2 separate regions of the Ovis aries genome follow, and region 1 is linked to region 2. Evidence: chromatin contacts called from public Hi-C data. All regions are on one chromosome and are shown on one strand. The core of a region is the stretch at or near the end of the contact, and the rest is flanking DNA. Distances in the headings are between cores, read along the strand shown. Region 1 holds the start of LOC101105412 (transmembrane emp24 domain-containing protein 11). Region 2 holds the start of UVSSA (UV stimulated scaffold protein A).

Region 1 (7,434 bases), core at 202-2,701, 190 kb after region 2:
GCCAGCTTCACAGGCTGGAAGGAAGCCAAGGCACCCGGGAGCCTGGGGCACCTGGAAAGGGCCGCTCTGCGTCCTCGGTGACCTCGAAAGCACCTGCCTTCGGGCCAGGCTGCTCCCGGGCTGCGTGGACGGCTGGTCTGAGCAACCCCGCACAGCAGCCATCCTGGCTGCAGCCCTGCCCCCCGACACGGTGGGGCCAGTTCCTGTCTGCAGAGCTCTGGGCTCAGCGCTGGACATGACATGGTTCTCTCTTCAGCTCTCTGAACAGACCTCAGTCAAGCTACAGAAGAGCATTTAAGGACATACAAGGATGGCTGCAAAAAGCTGGTGGAAAAATCAAATCAGAGTTGTGCAGTATGACCTCATTTTTTACGAAATATACTGTGTGTCCCCGTGGGGAAAGGCTAGAAGGGTAAAACTGAGCACCAGAAGCCTGTGGTGGGGGCTTTTACTTTCTGAAATTCCCACCACGGCTGCGTCTCACTTGTCCAGCTCAAATGGCCCTGGGTGCCAGCCTCCAGGACTTGAGTCTGGAGCAGAAGACACAGCTGCCTTGGGGCGGGGAGGGGGAGCTGAGAGCCTCAGCAGGCGTACCTTGGCGGGGGTGGGGTGGGGTGTGGGGGAGGGCAGCCTGGCTCCCCGCCAGGGCCGCTGACTAGAGCTCCAGGAGGAGGGGCGCCTGGAGGGCAAGGTCAGTGCAGGTCTGCAGGCGGGGTTAGCACGCGCCACACGGCTGGGGCCAGGAGGCGTGAGACCAGGGCCGAGCCTGAGAGAATCAGCCTGTGCCGGTTTCCCTCGTTTTCAGGGCTTCCCTGGGGGCTCAGTGGTAAAGAACGCACATGTCAATACAGGAGAGTCAAGTTTGATCCTTGGGTCAGGAAGATCCCCTGGAGAAGGGCATTGCACCCCACTCTAGAATTCTTGCCTGGCAAATCCCATGAATGGAGCAGCCTGGTGGGCTACAGTCCATGGAGTCTCAGAGTCGGGCACGATGCAGTGATTGAGCGCACACGCTCCTGTTGCGGGCTGGAGGGCGTTGATAAGTCAGTAAGCTCTTCAGCTCACGCCCTCCTCCGCTGTAAACGTGGGTATTATTGTACCGACTTTGCAGAGTTGCAGAACCTAATGGGAGTTGACAGGAAACACCGCATGTGAAAAGCCCAACAACTAAGGAATAGTTCATCGAGGGCTTGCGTCAGGCTCACCATGTGTTACGCTCTGCATTAAGCCGTGTGCCCACGGTCGCTGGGTCGTCACACCGCAGGGGGCTGGTCATCGAGGCGGCCGGCTCCGCGCGCCCCCCAGCGGTGCTGCTCTCCTGCCACCTGGCGGCGGCCGCGGGGCATGACGCCTCCCGGGGCCAGGAACCCCGGGCCGTGGGCTCACGGCCGCTCAGAGTCCTTCCCTCAACACGTACCAGGGACACGTCCAGTTCAGTTCAGTTCAGTCGCTCAGTCGTGTCCGACTTTTTGAGACCCCACGGACTGCAGCAAGCCAGGCCTCCCTGTCCATCACCAACTCCCAGAGCTTGCTCAAACTCATCCATCGAGTCGGTGATGCCATCCAGCCATCTCATCCTCTGTCGTCCCCTTCTCCTGCCGCCTTCAGTCTTTCCCAGCATCAGGCTCTTCTCAAATGAGTCAGCTCTTCACACCAGGCGGCCAGAGTATTGGAGTTTCAGCTTCAGCATCAGTCCTTCCAATGAACATTCAGGACAGACTTCCAGTCACCCCACAGACCTCACCAAGCTTCGACCTCCCTCTGCAGCAGGCAGGGGGCCTGCAGAAGAGGACACGGCGTGCCTCCAGGCCCGGGGTGGGGGCGGCTCGCAGACAGGACGAGCATGGGTGGCGAGTGTGGGAACGGTGGCCACAGCAGGGCCCTGGGGGGCAGGAGGGCGGCTGCTGACGGGCCCAGGGGCAGGCGGCGGGGGGGGGGCGGGCAGCCAGGGGCCAGGGTGCTCCTGGTGAAAGCGGGTCCGTGTGGGCGAGGTGGGAGGCACGGAAGGAGGCCCCCAGGAGACCCAGGCGCCCTGGTCCTCTGGGAGGACGGGAACCACGAGGCAGACGTTTCCAGGTGCCCGGGGGCCAGGAAAGCCACCTGCCTGGCCGTGCGCTCCTCCAGGAGCACTCAGCAGCTTCAGCAAAGGCGCCGGGGCAGGCTCGGGGCTTTGTTGCCCAGCTTGGTGAGACGCCCGTGCACACCTGAAGCGCAGTGTGTACCCTGCCGTCCGGGGAGACGCGCGGGGACGCCAAGCAGGCACAGCGGCGGTGCGAGTCAGCTCCTCCGCGGCCAGCAGCCCCACCACGCCGAGGAGTGCGGGCGGCCCTCAGGGAGCGGTGGACTTGTCCACGCCTCTTTCAGCGGTTTTGCTTCAGGTTATTTTGATGCGTTTAGGATGGTTGTCTTCGTACTGAACTGGCCCCTTTGCCATCGCATAAGGCCCCTCTGTGTCCTTGGTGACTCTCTTTGCTGTGGGGTCTTCTTTATTTGGTATTTATGGAGCCACACGAGCTTTCTTTTGATTGTTGCAATGATACATCTTTTTTATCCTTTTACTTTTAACCTATCTCCCTTCAACTGTCAAATAACTTTTTTTTTTTTTTTAACACGGAAGAGAAAATTCTATTGTGGTTTCCCTTCCCTGGGGTTGACCTGCCCGTTTTTCCTCCTTCATTCCTGCTATTCCAAATTCTCTTACTATTGTCTCTGTTTTAAGAAGTTCCTTTAGCAATCTTTTTACAGCAGGTGTTCTAGTGAAAAGTCTTCCCAGTTTTCCTTGACCTTAGGAATACTCTGCCTTCATTCTGAAGGTATCTTTGGTGGGAATAGAATTGTTTGACAATTTCCTCTCCTTTCAGCACTTGGAAACGTGCCCCTTCCTTCTGGCTTCCATGTTCTGATGAGAGGCCTGCTGTTACTCAGGTCGTTTTCCCTCAGCAATGAAGTTTCTCTCTGGCTATTTTCCATAGGTCTTTTTTTTTTTTTCCTTTGGTCCTAAGAAGTTTAATCTTGCCATGTCTGGTGGTGAATCTGGGAAGTCTGGCCTTGCAGGGTTGTTTAGCCTCTTGAGTCTGTGGGCGTCTCTCACCCGGTTTGGGGAGTCGCTCACCCTCACTTCTCATGTGTTCACTCAGCCCCTCACTCTCTCCTCTCCTCCCGACTCACAAATCCTAGACCTTCAGCTCTTGCCCCGAGGGCTCATGGGCTCGTTTGAGGTTCTTCTCTGTCCCCATGTCTTCTCTATCCATTGACCAGATTTGATTATTTCATTGATCTAGTTTCAAGCTCGCCAAGTCTTCCCTCTCATCTCTCTTTTACTGAGTCCATTCACTTGCAGATACTGTGCTTTTTCTAAGGTTCCTTTTTTCCCTTTATGTCTCTGCTCTTTTTCTGAGACTCCCTACTTTTCCATTTAAGGGTGTTCAAGCTCACGGATGTGTTTTCATGCTGACTTTAAAACTCTTGTCAGATAATTTCAACTCTGCGTCATTTTGATGCCGGGTCTATGAGCCGTCTTTTCTCATGCAAGCTGGAGTTCTCTCAGTTCTTCGTACGGTATATAATTTTGTACCCTAGACGCTTTGAGTATTATGCTATGATATTGGTTCCTATTTAGACATTTTATGTTAGCCAGTGGTCAACCCATTTACGGCTTCTCAGGCGGCACTAGTGGTAAAGAACCTGGCTCCCAGTGCAGGAGCTGGAGAGACAGGGGTTCAGCCCCTAGGCTGGGAAGATGCCCTGGAGGAGGAAATGGCAACCCACTCCACTATTCTTGCCTGGAGAAGCCCACGGACAGAGGAGCCTGGAGGGCTACAGTCCACAGGGTCACAGAGAGTCGGACACGACCGAGCTGCTAAACGCCCACAGCCCACTTCGATTCGTGTGACACACCCCGACGTCAGTCTCTGGAGGCTCTCTACCACTTTCCGGGCCTGCCCTGCTCGTGCGCTGCTCAGAGGCCAACCTGAAACCCGGGTGTTTCCCACACCATGGTTGGGTTTGCAAAGGTTTTGCTGTGTTTGTTCTGGTTTGTGGCAAGCACAGGCTGCTCAGAGAGGGTGCCCAGAACACCCCATGCACAGATTAAAGATTGCTTCCTCCTGCTCCTGACTCTCTGTAACCCTCCCCTTCAAAGAGGACACGGCCCTTTACAGCGCTGGCGGGGCGCTGGCCCTCCAAGCAGTTAGAAAGTGACGCGTAACCTGCAGGGGGCCCCCCACGTCTGCGCGTCCACAGCCCCAGGTTCAGGAGCCGCGAGTCATGCAGCAATGTAGCGTCTCCTGCACTGAAGAAATCCCGCAGAGAACGCAAGCTGCCCTGCATGGCTCAACCCCATGCTGCTGGGGGTCAGCTGTCCTTTAGAGCCAGGGGGTCAGCCGACAGCTGCACGGTGAGCAGCTCCCTTCAAGGGCGTGACAGCGGCTGGAGGAGCTGAGGGCGGACGAGCAGCATGGGCAGCGTCCTCGTCCTCACAGAGGACAGACAGCAAGGAGACGCAGAGCGTCGAAGACGCCACGTGTGCTGTGAGAGGAAGCAAGTGGCAGGGCAGGGGCGTGGGGACGTGCACGGAACCTGTGGGGAAGTCAGGCAAGTCTCCTCCGACACTGCGCCAGAAGCAGGTAGGCGAAGCTACAGGAGGAGGGCAGAGGCAGGAGGCCCGTCCGCAAGGGGCGGTCCTGCCACAGGACAGTCACCCTTCAGGGGCAAAGCTTCTGTGGGCTCATTTTTCTCAGCAGACCTCGGAGAGATGCAATGCTGAGGTGTGCAGTGGCGAAGTGACTGGTGAACAACGATGAGAACCGCACCCAAAACTCTACATTCCAGAATCTTCCGACACCTCTGCAAGAGCTGATCACTAAGATAAGTTGCTGTTCAGTCGCTCAGTTGTGTCTGACTCTGTGACCCCATGGACTTCAGCACGCCAGGCTTCCCTGTCCTTCATTATCTCCTGGAGCTTGTTCAAATGCATGTCCACTGAGTCGGTGATGCCATCCAACCATCTTAACCTCTGCCACACCCTTCTATCCCCACCTTCAATCTTTCCCAGCATCAGGGTCTTTTCCAGTGAGTCAGCTCTTCGCATCAGGTGGCCAAAGTACTGGAGCTTCAGCTTCAGCATCAGTCCTTCCAATGAACACTCAGGACTGATCTCCTTTAGGATGGACTGGCTGGATCTCCTTGCAGCCCAAGGGACTCTCAAGAGTCTCCTGCAGCACCACAGTTCAAAGGCATCAATTCTTTGGCGCTCAGCCTTCTTTATGGTCCAACTCTCACATCTGTACATGACTAAGCTGTTCAAAATAGCAGCATTTTTCTGATTTGGATAGTTTGAAAACTTTGTTTCTCAGTAATCATGTATAACTATTAAATTATTTTTTAATAAATGTCATATCTTTGAAACAGGGAGTTTCAAGATACAACAATGGGACTTAGGCAGACACGACTTCCTTGAATCTGCTCCTGGTCTGGGAATGTTTGTGACCGTCACAACTTACAGCGATGAGGTAAAACACACTTTCTGTCTTGTTACTGAAATTGTACGTGCTCAACACCTAGCATTTCATTTTTAATGAGTGTGATCCTGACAAAGCACCACACCAAAACGCGGGACGTGCCCACAGTCGAGCTGAGCAGCAGGGACTATTCAAAGTGGAAGCTCAAGGCAATACAGAGGGTGGGCCCCACGCTCATGGACCTGAGGTTCTGCCACTCTTGCCGGGCAGAAGGAACCCACAGGCCGCATGTGCCTCTGGTCTTGCAGGAGCTGCAGCCTCACCCAGACACAAGGACCACTCAGGCCACCCGTCCCCCCTCCCATCCGGCGGGGTCTCTGCAGGGACGTGGCAGCCTCTGCGTCTGTCTCGCCTCCTAGGGCGCTTCCTTGCTGGGAGTCGGCAGGGGAGAAAAGGCACCAAGGTCGAAAGGGAAGAAGGTGGGCCTTGGGGTCAGGGCCAGGTGTCACTGCAGACGGCCACCTACAGGTTGGCTCTCGAGCAGCTGCCTCACTGCTTTAAGCCCCCGTCTTCTCCCGGTCCCACAGCGCAGCAGACGTTCCCCACCAGGCCAGCCCAAGGCCCAGCACTGTGGCCTGCCCTTCCGATAATTCCAGCGGGGTTGTGGGAGGCACTTCCCCTTGGATTCATCTTGGGAATGCGCTCACGGGGTGGCAGGTTAGTGGTGGAGCAGGGCCCCGCAGAACAGATGGGCAAGAGGAGGAGGGCACTTGACACGGACGGGCCCAGGCTCCAGTCCTCAGGAGAGCTGTGCTCAAGCCAGGCCTGTGACGCCCCCACGCACGTGGAGACTGGGAGATTCAGTCCCGCTGGACCGCTGGACACCCGACTCCTGCCGGCTGTAGCAGCCTTCTCCTGGTGCCCTGGGCACCCTGTGACGAGAGTTCCCCTGGGTCCATTCTCCCAGTTCTAGCACAGCTGCCTTCTCCACCTGATACCCCCCTCCTTCACTTCCTGCCCAGTTAAACCAAAACACAAATCTCTGCTGTCCTTTTCTGTCATTTTTCGTGCTGCTTAGATGCTCAGTCGTATCTGACTCTGCAACCGCACAGACCATAGCTCACCAGGTCCCTCTGCCCATGGGGTTTTCCTGCCAAGAATACTAGAGTGGGTTGCCATCCCCTTCACCTGAGGATCTTCCCGACCCAGGAATCGAACCCGAGTCTCCTGCCTACCCTGCAATGGCAGGCGGGCTCTTCACCACTAGCGCCACCAATAGTTCCACATTTGGCATGGCCTAGGAGAGAAATGCCTGGAATGTGGGAGACCCGAGTTCGATCCCTGGGTCGGGAAGAGCCCCTGGAGAAGGAAAATGGCAACCCCCTCCAGTGCTGCTGCCTGGAGAGTCCCGTGGACAGAGGAGCCTGGGAGGCTACAGTCCATGGGGTCGCAAAGAGTCTGACACGACTGAGCGATTTCACTTCACAGGAGAGAAAACCCTTACTGCAAAGCCCTGGTGGTCAGGAAGGCTCTCTCCATCGGGCAGTATGAGGACCAGACACAGATCCGGCTTTAGTATTTCTCACATGCTGCTGATTCTGAGTCGCTTCAGTCGTGTCTGACTCTGTGTGACCCCACAGACAGCAGCCCACCAGGCTCCCCCGTCCCTGGGATTCTCTAGGCAAGAACACTGGAGTGGGTTGCCATTTCCTTCTCCAATGTATGAAAGTGAAAAGTGAAAGGGAAGTCACTCAGTTGTGTCCAACTCCTAGTGACCCCATGGACTGCAGCCTACCAGGCTCCTCCACCCATGGGATTTGCCAGGCAAGAGTACTGGAGTGGGTGCCACTGCCTTCTCTGTGCTAGCACCCCCTAAAAGATGATCCTGTGAAAGTGCTGCACTCAATGTGCCAGCACATTTGGAAAACTCAGCAGTGGCCACAGGACTAGAAAAGGTCAGTTTTCATTCCAATTC
Region 2 (6,823 bases), core at 2,954-5,453:
GTGTCCCAGGGCCTGTGGCCGAGGTGGCCTGGCGTGGGGGCAGCCCTACCTGAGGACAGCTCCACGTCCAGCGTGTACTGCCGGGAGCCCAGCCCATGGTGCCGCACGAACCCCTCTGGGTCGCTGTCCTCCTCCTCCGAGGGTGGACCTCCCGCGCCCGCGGCTCCCGGGCGGCCTGAGCAGGCAGGCAGGCTCTTGCTGCAACAGGGCTGTTCCTCGTCCCCGTCACCCTTCTCGGGCACAGGGCACCAGGTAGACCCGGGGACCAGGTCGAGGTCGAAGGGCAGCAGCAGTCGGAAGCAGCTCTCCAGCTCGGTGAGGCAGCCCCGGATCTCCGCGGACATCTCTGGGAGAATGGGACGCGGCTCGATGGACCCCGGCGGGAGTGGCGTCCAGGAGGGGACAGAGCGCACCCCGCCCCCTCCCCCACAGGCCGGCGGGTGCCCTGCTCCGGAGACCACTCCAGGACGTTCGGGGCGACACCCTCAGCCGTGCCCGGCGAGAGCCTGCCTGGACGGCACTCCAGCCGCTCGCCGCCGAGCTCAGCTCTGCCCCACCAGCCCACTCTGGCTGTGGCTGCCCGCGGAATCTCCCAGCTCTGTGGCCTTCCCAACGCCAGGCTTCTGGAAGGGCCTTCGACCTGCTGCCCTTCAAGCTGCTCCCACCCTGGGTGCCGCCCACAGGGAGGTCGGGCAGAGAGATTTGGGGAGCAGACTGGCAAGACTGCAGTTGAGGGGTGTCAGGGTCAGATGGACGGCGACGCTCAGGCCACCATGGGACGCGCGTCTGCAGCGTGGCCGCTGGGGCCGCAGGAGAGGGTGGGCGGCCTGCAGGGGCCCTCCCCCACCCTCGACTTGAACCAGCTCTGTCCACCCTGTCTACCCACCTGCCCCCAAACCCCCAGCGAACCTCAGCCGGCGCCTCCTCCAGCGCGACCCCTAGGCCCATGGCCCTGGTGGTCCCTTGCAGGGTGCCAGGTGCCCGGGGATCTAGGTCTTCCTGCGGCTACGGGGCCAGATGACCTCCAGCCTCCTCCTCACCCCCCGCCCCCACCACACTCCCAGAGCACGCCCTGTGACAGGGGTGCAGTGCTGGGCAAGGACCTGAGCTCTGCCTGGGAAGGAGCAGCAGGCTGGCTCGGGGTGGCGCCCCACTCCCCACAGCTCACCTTCCATCTCCCGCGCTGCCCACTGGGACCTCTCCTTGTAGATTCTGTCCAAGTGCTTCTGTCTCTCTTCTGCTCGCTTTCTTTCTGCCAGAGTGCGAGCGTCCACGTCCTGGAAGTCTACCTGAGAAGTTTAGGTAAAGGTCAGGTCCAGCTACAAAAAATCTAACGAAAACGTGACTTGCAACCAGGCCTAACAGCAGGCGCAGCAGCGCAGCTCTGCTCAGGAGCTACAGGCCAAAGCGCTGTGGCCTCAGGCTCACGCGTGCTGCTTTAACACGCAAGGCAACACCCTCGACGGGAACACTAAACCCCCAGAATGAACACAGCCGCCGGCGCCTCCTAGTCAAGTCAGGTCAAAAGGCTTCTAGCCACACACACGCCGCAGTGGGAAGGGAGGCTGCTGGCCAGACCCAGAGGCCTGAGGACGCTCGAGGGGACCCCAGGGGGCAGCGGGAAGGGCAGCAGCCACAGGCCTGGAGTGGGTGGGGAGGGAGGGGCAGTAACCGGTCCTAGCAGGTGTCGGCCACCCAGACTGGCTGGGCCCAAGCGCAGAGCCTGGCAGAGAAACGAGCTGTGTCTGAGCAGATGGCTCTCACGCTCCTGTTCACCTTGTGGAAACCAGGGCCAAAGGCTCAGCCCCACCTACACGTGGGGACGAGCTGAGGCCCTTCCCTCACAGCTGCTCCTCCGGCTCCAGGCCACCCCCTGCCCAGACCGCACGGGCCGGTGGTGCAGTGCAAGGCCTGCCCACCTGTTTGCTGTGCTTTAGGAAGTGGAAGCCCAGGGCCAGCTTCTTATAGGCCGCACCGTACTTCTCATTCCAGCCATGGACGGCCCGGGTGGCCGCTTGCCTCAGCCTCTGCGCCACCTCCCTGGGGGGCGGCAGGGGCCGCTCATGGTCAGTACCCAGCGTGAGCTCCAGGAACTCCTGGAAGTTGGAAATGACCAGTGTCCTGAACTGGTGAGACCTGGCGAAGAGCTGGCCCAGGACCTGGAAGGCGGACAGGCGGATCTCTGCATGCTCCTGGCTCAGCTGGGCCATCAGCAGGTGGTAGGCATGGCCAAGCAGCTCTTCCGAAGACCTGGAGACACAGCCGCAGTGGCAGGGACGCGGGCACTTCCAGAGCCATTTGCCCTTCCCCCAGGGCAGACCAGCACTGCCCACGTGCCAACCCTGGCCCTGCCCATTGCCGGATAGCCCACAAGGCGAGCTTTTAACTACTTTCATGAAGACAAACAGAAAAAAACATTCCCTGACACAAGGAAACGCTGTGAAGCTCAGGGTCAGGGCGCACGGTTTCACGGGACCCAGCCAGGCGCTGTCATTTATTCGGGGGCTGACCGCCCATCCACAGCCGGGTGCCTGGGAGCCTGAAGGACTCTTGGCCCGCCCAGCTAGCAGCGGTGCAGAGACCCCACCCCAAGGGGAGACCACCCCCAGCCCCCTGGAAAGCTCTGTAGCCTTCTGGGAGCTACCCCAGGAGGCGTGCACACCGCAACCCCTCTCTCGTTCCTCTTCCCAGCTACCCTCACGCTCCCCACCCTGCATGCCCTGCTCTTTGGGGGTTTTCGGGGAATGCAACAAAGCCTGGCCTGAGTCACCGTTTTTAACCAAAGTGTAAATTCTTGTCACTGAAACGATCATGTAAGTTCTGTTCTGTGAACATAAGGCAAGGATCACCAGCAGAGTTCCTCGCTTCTGCTGCTGGTGCTGAGAGGCTCTTGGGTGAGAGCAGTGTCCAAAGACAGGACAAGAGTCCACCCATGTGACCTCTAACCTTCCTCCCACACGTGTTCCAACACTGAGTAACCCTTCAATCGTACACGTGCGCTCAAGGTTAGGCATCCACACAGAGAACTGAACAGACCTGTTCTTCCTAAGGCTGCACACCCCTGCCTCGAACTGCTGCCCCAGAACAGGACCGAGCACTGCAGGGCCCTGGGGAGATGTCCTGGGGAGATGTCCTGGGGGGTGTTCCTTTGCTGGTTCTTCCCCAGCAGGGAAGCTGACCCCAGGGTAGCCCCACATTCTCCTAGGGTTGGCACAGACTTGCTGAGACAGAGCCTTAAGACATACTTGCAAATTTTCTTCAGTTGCTTCATTTTCTCAGGGTTCAATTGGGGCTCTCCTGAAGTTGTGAGCTCTTCAACCAACTCTGAAAGTTTCTGATCCATATCTAGAAACAGGAAACGCAGAGACGCTAAACGACCACCTAGTATTTCACAGCTCTGGGTTTTATTAGATGTCGCTGGGTTCCACTGTGTGTCAGGCACAGGGTATCGGCACAACGCTGAGGGGGTCCTTGAGACCTGGCCTCTGTGACATGACCCCCTGATACTGAAACAATTCAAGGTGAGATTCCGGGCCGGGTCAACAAGACATTTTTGATGGTAATTAGCAAAAGGGCAACAAGAGACCGGGGCTCTGCAGGTCTACAATCCGAGAGCCACGGAGCACGCAGTCACGCTCGGCGGGAAGGCAAGGACCAGAACGGCTGAATTACACTCAAGCTAGCTTTCCCGCAGGACTGCAGGCGCACCTCTTTCCTCGCCAGCTCGACCATCCCTCCGAAAGCCACAGGGTGGCCTCTAGACCCGCAGGGCGAGCTGCTGCATCTCGACCTGCTCGCGGGCAGCCGCCCGAGGCGGGTATGGAGGGGGCCGGGGGGCCGCGCCGCAGGGGGAGGGCCGGCGTCGGGGGCAGCGAGGACGCCCGGCGCTCCGCCGCGTCTCCCACCAGCAGTAACGTCTGCCGTCGCCGACGCTGGGCCGCCGGGGCGGGCCCGCCCTCCGGGGCAGAGCCCCAGCGCCCCGCCGCCCTCGGGCCAGTCAGGGCCGACGAGCCCCGGCCCTGAAGTCCGCGGCGCGGCCGGACCGAAGAGGGCGGCGTCCAGCGCAGGGCGCGCCGGGGGCACCACGGGGCGGGGGACGGAGGAGGCGCCCCCGAGAGAAGGCTGCGCTCCGACCCCGGCCCGCCAGGCCGCCCCTCAGCTCCACCTACCGCGCTCCCTGCCGCTCGCCTCAGCCCACCCTTCCGGCGAAGGGCCCGCCCCCCGTCACGTGCCCCGGATCGCGACAGTCATTGGCCCGCCCCAGCCCGGCGGCGCGCGGGGAAGGTCGCAGCGGCCGAAGCCCCGTCTAACCCGCTTGGCGGCAGCTCTCTGCTTAGCCCGCCCCTTCCGGCGCAGGCCCCGCCCCCTCCTGTCACGTGACCCCCAGCGTGGCGAGCAGTGGCCCGCCTGGACCCCGAGGCGTGGACGTGCGGTCAGAGCCGAGACCTGCGCGGTGACGCAGGCGCGCTCCCGGCCGAAGGCGCGCGCGCGGGGGAAGGGGAGGGGGGCGGGTCTGACGACGCGCGAGAAAGAAGGAGGCGGGCGGGCGCGGCAAGGCCTTAAAGGGACCGTGTGCTCGTGGGCTGGGCCGGGCCCGACTGCGGGTGCGCGCTCGGCTTTCCGGCGTCGGCCCGGAAGCGTGGCGGCTCCGCGCGCCGGGCCGCCTGGTGGGCGCGCTTCTCCCTGCCGGCGCTGCCCAGAGGGCTCCCCGGGCCGGGTCCTGGGCGGACGCGCCAGCCGTCCCCGAGAGGTGGTGCCCCCGCTGGCAGCGCCCTCCCCGGTCCGTGGGCGGCGCGGGGAGGCCGGCCCGGGGGACCCTCCCCGGAAGACCCGCCCGGGCTCGTGTGCCAGCCGCCCGCCGGCCGCACGTCCCGGGGCCGGGACCGGCGCGGGGCCGGGCGCAGGTCCTCCCGAGGCCGCGGCGGGGACGCCCCCAGGCCTGGCGGCTCCGGCGTGCTCGGACGCCCGCCGTGGCCGGGCCCTCGGGAGGCTCCGCGGGCCCGCGGCGCCCGCACGGACCGGCGAACGGCAGCTGGGCCGTGTGCGGGGGCCTGGGTCGGGCAGAAGGGGCCGACGGCGCCGCAGGCCAGCCGGCCCAGCGCCTCCGCGGGCGGCGGTGCCCGACGCGCCGGGCTCCCGTCTCGGGACGGAGAACAGGGCGCCGCTTGGGCCGTGTGGTAGCGCTGACACAGAAGGCCCAGAAGAGGGGACCCCGAGCGGAGGGAGGAGCGGGGGCCCGGGATCGGAGCGGGGGGTGGTTGCCCAGCCTCGTCTCCGTGTTGAAATGTCGAGCTGTATCTTTGGAAAGGGTGCTCTTGTGGTACGTGAATTACATCTTAATAAATAGCTGTTAAGAAAGGGGGGCGGGAAGGAACGAAAAACGAGACAAAACGAATTAAGAAGCGAAAGAAGAAATGAGCGCCGGCCTCCCTGCGCAGGCCCCCGCCTCTGGTCTCCCTTCTGTGGCTACAGGGTGTTTCCCTTGCGAGGAGGACCCCCTCTCTCCAGGTCCCCTCCCCGGACTCGCCTCCACGGCCCTGGCCGCCCAGCTCCTGGAGACCTGAGTCTGCCCCACCGCCCGCTCGTCTCAGCTGATGGAGGCTCCTCTGTCCTTCCAAGCGCTTGGGCCAATGACCCAGGAGGCCCCCTGGACCCCTCTTCCTTTCCCACAGCCCAGATGTCCGGACAGCCCCACCTTCAGGGGGAATTCAGAATCTGCGTACTTGGTCGCCCTGCGGCCACCGCCAGGTCCCTGCCGCATACCCTCAGCCGGTCAGCGCAGTCACCTCTACCCTCCTGCCCCCTAGAGACCATTCACCTCGCAGCAGCCAGGGGGCCCCCTAGAAGCTGAAGTCAGATCGTGTGATCCCCTCGCCCCTTCAGTGGCTCCCGGCCCAGGGTGAAGCCAGAACCTTTAACAGACCACGGGGCCTTCCGGGTCTGTCTGTGCGGCTCACCCAGCCACCTCCTTCCTGCTCTCCCTGCCCCTGCAGCCGGCAGGGCTTCCGGAAGCCACCCCATGCCTTCAAGGCTATGCATCCTGCCTGGCATGTCTTGCTTCAGCCTCTCACCTCCCTTGGTGTAACAGGACTGCCCTGGCCCAGCCCCCACCTGCGCTTTCTTTCTGGCTGTGTTGGGTTCTGGCTGTGTTGGGTCCTGGTGGACACATGGGTCTTTCTCTGGTTGCAGTTCACAGCTTCTCATCATCGTGGAGCACAGGCTCCGGGTGTGCAGGCTTCAGTACTTGTGGCTCCCAGGCTCTAAACACAGCTCGGTACTGGGGACACACCGCTGTATTGCTCTGCGGCCTGTGGAACCCTCTGGCCCAGGGATCAAACCTGTGTCTCCTGCACTCGCAGGCAGATGCTCTACTACAGAGCCACCAGGGAAGCCGCCCTGCCTGCCTGTCCTGGACTTGGTCCACTTTGTCCCACAGTGCTTGTAACCTCACACAGCCTTGTAATCTCATCCGTGGTCCACGGGAGAAGGGATGGCAGCCACTTCAGTATTCTTGCCTTGAGAACCCCATGAAAAGGCAAAATGATAACATACCAAAAGAGGAACTCCCCAGGTCATTAGGTGCCCAACACGCTCCTGGAGATCAGTGGAGTAATAACTCCAGAAAGAATGAAGGGATGGAGCCAAAGCAAAAACAATACCCAGCTGTGGATGTGACTGGTGATAAAAGCAAGATCCGATGCTGTAAAGAGCAATGTTGCATTGGAGCCTGGAATGTCAGGTCCATGAGTCACAGCAAATTGGAAGTGGTCAAACAAGGGATGGCAAGGGTGAATGTCGACATTCTAGGAATCAGCAAACTAAA

What was found. A called contact is a pair of places that touch in the nucleus more often than the background predicts.
Region 1: a contact with region 2 is called in a Hi-C map of liver, with 2.9 times the contacts expected there. The contact joins the promoter of LOC101105412 here to the promoter of UVSSA in region 2. A contact is called at or near these places in 2 of 16 Hi-C or Micro-C datasets (liver and tail adipose tissue).

What each region holds. Positions count from the first base shown.
Region 1 is chr6:117,964,663-117,972,096 of ARS-UI_Ramb_v3.0, forward strand. It overlaps LOC101105412 (transmembrane emp24 domain-containing protein 11), which reads left to right and starts at 1,452. Exons shown (of 4, transcript XM_015096676.4): 1 at 1,452-5,510. The coding sequence starts at 5,478.
Region 2 is chr6:117,772,488-117,779,310 of ARS-UI_Ramb_v3.0, forward strand. UVSSA (UV stimulated scaffold protein A) reads right to left here and starts at 4,204. Exons shown (of 14, transcript XM_027971328.3): 1 at 4,170-4,204; 2 at 3,246-3,345; 3 at 1,920-2,250; 4 at 1,169-1,289; 5 at 50-346. The coding sequence starts at 3,343.